2 separate regions of the Mus musculus genome follow, and region 1 is linked to region 2. A link is a contact called in public promoter capture Hi-C data. All regions are on one chromosome and are shown on one strand. The core of a region is the stretch at or near the end of the contact, and the rest is flanking DNA. Distances in the headings are between cores, read along the strand shown. Region 1 holds the start of 1600023N17Rik (RIKEN cDNA 1600023N17 gene). Region 2 overlaps Cd38 (CD38 antigen).

Region 1 (2,986 bases), core at 367-2,866, 1.8 Mb before region 2:
CTTATTCACATACATTTTCTCTATCACTGATATTTTACTGTGGAAAATAACAAACATAGCTAAATATATTACTTCCCCAAAGTAGTAGCTTTTACAGTACCTGTAAGAGAAAAGTAAACAAATAATTTAAAATGCCACCATCGTTCTCTTCCTCCTCTTCTTCCTCATCAGACTGGTGAAATGAAGTAACAAACTTGGCTGTGAAGTCCATGACCCTCTCCACGGCAGGTTCACGCTTATATACCACCATAGCATACTTAAGGTAATGAATAAACTCCTCCTGAAAAGCTGTTTTATCATCCATCTGAAAGAGAGAAGAAACGCCTCCAGAAGCTGCATTAATAAAAATTCTTTATTCCCAACACTGCCATAATACTGCTGAAAGTGTTACCCTTAGGTTAAACTCTAAGGTTTCTTAATAAACTATCAATTATCCAAATCAAGGAAGGGAAAATATATCCGCACAAACTTCTCTTCAGTATATAATTTGTACCTCTGAGAAAACACAAAGCATAAATCTGAACAGTGCAAAATTATCTCATTTTTCTCTCAACGCCTTTGGATTATCGGTATTTTTCTTACCGGATTAATGCAAAACAAGCTTCGCCATAAATGACTCAAAATCAACAGCTTTGTGTTTATTTTACTTAGGCCTTCCTAGCATCCGTCAATTTCCTTCTGTCATAACTTACACATTTTGCTCCCTACCCTTGATCACTTTTATATGTCCTTAACTTTCCGTGAACTCCAAAACAATGTATCTTCCTCACATTCGCTGTCCAGTAATTCCCCGCCGCTACACTCGACACACAATTGCCATGTACGGGAAAGACTGGGTGCTTATGGTTTCCCTAGCTGGTGAAATGAAGGTGGTTTTAAAGCTTAGGAGTTGGTTGAAACAACTTCATCGATTGCCTGAGATGAACCAGAGACCTCCAAGGAAATAAAGGCGTCTGAGATTCCCTGCGCAGATCAACAAGTCACTGAGGAACTGAGGATAACGGATAACTCCCCGCATCCCCTGGCGGGATGAGGATGGAGAAGACGGGTGACTGCGTGTGGCCGACGCCGGGCGTTCTGCTCACTGGCTGTGGCCGGGAGACCTCGGGCGAGCCTCGGATCCCATCCCTCCGTCGCGGGGCGCGCAAGGGCAGAAGGCGAAGCCCGGAAGCCGAAGCCAGGCCGCTTACCGCGCCGTACGTGCGGCTCAGCGCCACCACCAGCTTCGCCTGGTTCTGGTGCGGCTGCTGCGCCAGCTGAAACGCCTCCTTCACAGAAAGCCGCTTCTTCTGCGCTGCCATGGCGCCGGGACGGGAACTGCCCGAGAGAGACTGTGGTTCGCGATCCGAGGAGGACTCAGTTTCCCGCGGCTTCCGACACCCTAGCCCTGCAAGGCTCCGAGTGACGGGTTAGCGCCAGAGTTTTCAAACAACTATCGCGGGAGGATGAGATCTCGCGAGACTTCCGCCGGAGGGAGGGTCGGAGAGCGGAGACCTGAGGGTCCCGGAGCTGACTCCACCCTCCGCTCCGCCCCGCTGCTGGGACGCCTGGGGTGTGGCCTGCCGCTCTCCCAATAGGAAAAGGTGTTTGTATGGGAGGCATGGGCGGGGCCGGAAGTAGTGCTGTGGAGGAGCGCGCCTGAAGTGGGCGTTCAGCTTTCTGAATTAAACTGGTGGCCTTCGGTGCCTTGCGGGATCTTGTGGTTGGGAGTGAAGGGAGAAAGCGGAGGACTGCCGCAGCGACTGGCTGAGAACGGGTAAATCCCGAGCGAAGGAGTCGTTTGGGAGATGTCGTACGGAGCCCGCCCGGGGCTTGGGGATGTCAAACTTTCCGAGGGCGTCCTGGACGAGGGCCTCCGCAGTCCTTCGGACCCCGTGGGTCCGGGCGGGAACTGCCCGTCCGCGATGAGACAGTCTGGGGGACTGGGAAGAGAAAGGCAGGGTCAGTTTAGGCTGCAGCCGCTTGGAGATGCTCCAGCGTGACGGATGTGCTTGACAAATCTGCCTAACAACTCTGCTAAGCAGAGGAGAACGCAGACAGTATAAAAGGAATTTGGGGGTCTTGACTAAGATCGCGTGCTGGATATATAAAATTATTTCTAAATGCCTCACCTGGGACATAGGACATACCACTCCAAAACCGGGAAACTTACTTGGTGTGTTGCTTGATGACTTGGGAAACATAAATGCAGCCACCTATTCCGTCTGTACTGGAAATCTACATTGGTGACACGTATCAGGAAGAGGGCTGCCTCCAGACTATGTTGTTCTGTAGGTACTCTGGGAATCCCTAGAGGACCTGGGGAGATAATGATTCATGGGTAAAGTGCTTGCTGAACACACATGAGGATCTGAAGTCACATGTGATATTTCACATACAAACACCAGATGTTAACATTTGTATGTAGTCCTAGCACTTGAGGGTGCTGAGAGCCAGACAGTGGATCTTAGGCTCATTGATCTGCCAAAGTAGCAAGCTTCAGGGTGGCTGAGAGCCTTTCTCAAACAGTAAGGTCTAAAGTAATCAGTGAAAACACTCAATGTCTGTCTCTGACCTAAACATGCATGTACCACACATACAAGATAAATAAAACTTTAAATAAATGATAATAAGATGAGAACCAATATGTGTGTGTGTGTCATTTGTTTTTTATGTAAACAGACAAACTAAAACTTAGAACATATTAATATTTTGTGACAATCTGTGACCTTTCATTTTAGGTGCTTGCTGCCTTTATTGTTTTGTTGATTAAAAAAAAAATGTCTCATGAGTATTTTATCTAGTTATTTCAGTATCAGTGAAATATAAGGAATCTGACCACCAGAGGTCAGTATGACTATGTTTTGATTAGAGTTGTGGATTTTAGTAACGAATGTTGTATGGATTTGGTATGCTTTGGACATCGTAATCGTGGAACTTTTCCAATATGCTACATTAAATTCATACAGCATAATCTCATTGTAAAGCTTACATAGTTCTTGACTCT
Region 2 (2,880 bases), core at 270-2,769:
TCTCTCCCTCCCTCTCTCTCTTTATATATACCTGTTGAGCACATTTAGTGTGGCTTGGGACTAAATTATTTCAGTAATGACCATTTTGTATTAGGTAATCAATTAGGGGGCTCATTCAAGGGTGAGGTGAATTCATCCAAAGAGGCTGTCAATTGGAGATGAATATTAGAGGAAGATCATGGTAGTGGGAAAGGAGGAAAGGAAAGAAAGTGATGTAATTATACTTTAGCTTGAAAATTTTTTACACTGCTAAAACCCATCTTTGTAGATGATCGACTTTATATGAAGTCATTGAGACAGTTCCACATTCCATATGGCTGAGAGACTGAGGCTGAGGAGACGGCTCAGTGGGTAAAGTGCATGCTGTCAGCTTGAGGACCTGAGTTCAAGTCCTCAGCATTCACGTAAAAGTTAGGCACAGCTGAATGTGGGGAGCAGAGATGAAGCCCACAGCCCTCAGCGGCCAGCCAGTCTAGCCAAAATCCCAGGTTCAGTGAGAGCCCTTGCTTCACAATAAAATGAAGAGCAAGAGAGAAAGACAACCAGTGTTGTTCTCTGGCCATATAGACACAAACGCCCTCTCGAGCACATGCACACACACATACGGACACGAGCACAAACAGACACACACAATACATACACAGACATTCACAGGTACATGCACATACATATGCATACACACACAGAGAGACGGAGACAGAGACAGAGACAGAGACAGAAAGGAAAAGTTGGCTATAAAGACAAACATGTATGTACAGAGAGAATACAATATATAATATGAAGACTAACAGAACTCCTTGAACCCATGCAAGAATGTCTAAAGATCCCAAGAGCTGGTAAAAGGGCATGGAACAGAGTTCCTCACAGCCTCCAGAAGTCACCCCTGCAGCCATCTTCACTTTTGACTCCCAGAATTCAGGACTGCCAGGAAGTACATTTCTATTGTTGAAGCGGTGTTTAGTAAGTGTCTGTTTTAGTTTTAGCAAACTAAGAAGCCAGTGGAAGCAACTGTGGTACATTCTATGGCTCATATTTGTACATAGATAAATGCCATCCAGACTGTAAGATATACTTCACCAGGAAAAAAAACAAAAGGCAGAATAGTTAATTCCACAGAGTGAAAGTGTGCAAGGAGCACAAATTAAGAACAGCTGGAGCCAGTACTTTCTCTTACCAGAGTGCTGAACAGCAAGACAGGGGCCCCTGAAAGAGGCAGGGTGTGAGGAGACAGGAATCCTCCCTGTGTTGAGAAGAGAACAGCCCCGTGAAGAGAAATAGGGCTTTGGGTTTTTCAAAATAAAAAATAATATATGTTTTAACTTAGCAAATTTGCTCTTAGAATTCTAATACACACACACACACACACTTTATCTTAAGCATTACTTAGGAAATATTGCAAATATGAAAACACCACAAATGTCCCTGGGTGTGAATCTAGAGGACAGTAAATGTATTAACTGTGGGTCCATTGACTGTGAAAGTGAGACCCAGCTGTGCTCATCGAAGCAACCACTGTTAACTGGGGAGGAATAGGGAAGTGAGAAAAGACGTTGAAAACAAGATCATATGCTGCCTTGTGCTGGGAACCCTTCTAGAAAGCTGTGAGAGAAACAAAGGGCAGGATTACTCTCTGAGAAAAGGGGAAAGAAGTTAAGGGAGGTGTTTTTTGTAACCATTTTTCTGTAACTGGCTACTTCTTTAAACACAGAAAGAAAGCTGTGACACAGATGGCAGATTTCTCTCTATTGTATTATTGAACAATAAGAGATGCCCCTAACGTTCAGGGACATCTCACTGTGCTTTAAATGTCCATTATGTAACTTTCTTACCCTTAAGAGACTGACAAAAGATACTGCTTGAGGTTGGGGAAATGAGGATGGAGAAGAACCCCTTGGAATATGAAGAATGAGGAAAAGGTAACTTGGCAAGTGCAGAGTACATGGTTCTCAGCTGTGAATGTGTTCAGACCCCTACAGTCCAGAATGCCTTTGAAAACAGGGTTACAGCAAGAAGGCAGTTTCCAGATACAATCTACTGTCCTTACCTAAGCCTCGGCATCCCCTTGTGACTTTAAATCTCTACCATCTGTTTTCTGCCTCTGTCCTTGAAGAACTCCCAAGGAGTGTTCACCAACTTCCATACACTGATGGGTAATTCAGCTTACTCCCAGGAACCAAGATGATCAGTTTTGCTATGAATTTCATATATAAGTGCCAAAGACAGAAATTACTTCTTAATATTTGGTTGATAGATATAATGAGAAAGGAAAGTGAAAGAGAGACAGAGACAGCAGAGACAGAGAGACGTGTGTGTGTGTGTGTGTGTGTGTGTGTGTGAGAGAGAGAGAGAGAGAAAGAGAGAGAGAGAGAGAGAGAGAGAGAGAGAGAGAGAGTTAGTTCAACAGTGCCAAGGAGAGGGTAGTACCCACGGAAGTGTATATCTTGAGTCTTTCCTGCTATTAGACTAATAATTTCAATAGATTTTTGGATCACTGTGCTGGTTAGTTTTTGTCAACTTGGTCATATAGTTTTGTCAACAAGCTACACATACCTGGAAGAGGGGAGGTTAAGTGTGGAACTATGTCTATTAGACTGCTCTATGGGCACATCTGTGGGACAATTTCTTGATTGCTGGTAGATGTGAAAGGGCCCAGATCATGGTTGCCAGCGCCACCCTTGGCAGGCAAGCCTAGGCTACATAAGACAGCAGAGCAAGCCGAGGGAGCAAACCAGGAAGCGGCGTTCCTCGACGGTTCCACTTCATTTTCTGCCTTGGTGTAACTCTGCTAATTCCTGCCTCCTTCAGTAATGGACTGTGAGCTGGAGGATCAAATATTCCCTTTTGGTCTCTGAGTTGGTTTTGGTCATGGTGTTTATCATA

The links. Promoter capture Hi-C pulls out the DNA fragments that hold promoters and counts their contacts.
Region 1: a contact with region 2 is called in a promoter capture Hi-C map of pre-B cells, with 5 times the contacts expected there. The contact joins the promoter of 1600023N17Rik here to the enhancer-like site in region 2. A contact is called at or near these places in 4 of 39 promoter capture datasets (the 3T3-L1 cell line, the C10 cell line, hippocampal neurons and 1 more).

Annotation. Positions count from the first base shown.
Region 1 is chr5:45,668,338-45,671,323 of GRCm38.p6, reverse strand. It overlaps 1600023N17Rik (RIKEN cDNA 1600023N17 gene), which reads left to right and starts at 1,616. Exons shown (of 1, transcript NR_073433.1): 1 at 1,616-2,623. Ncapg (non-SMC condensin I complex, subunit G) reads right to left here and starts at 1,399. Exons shown (of 21, transcript NM_019438.1): 1 at 1,191-1,399; 2 at 101-304. The coding sequence starts at 1,301.
Region 2 is chr5:43,883,905-43,886,784 of GRCm38.p6, reverse strand. All of the region lies in intron 1 of Cd38 (CD38 antigen), which reads right to left. Among named protein-coding and RNA genes, the nearest start is that of Cd38, 17 kb to the right of the region's middle. Within about 2 kb of position 1,519, at least 51 of the 459 cell types and tissues checked have an H3K27ac peak or open chromatin away from gene starts, as enhancers often do. A contact at or near this core is called in pre-B cells, where this site is marked.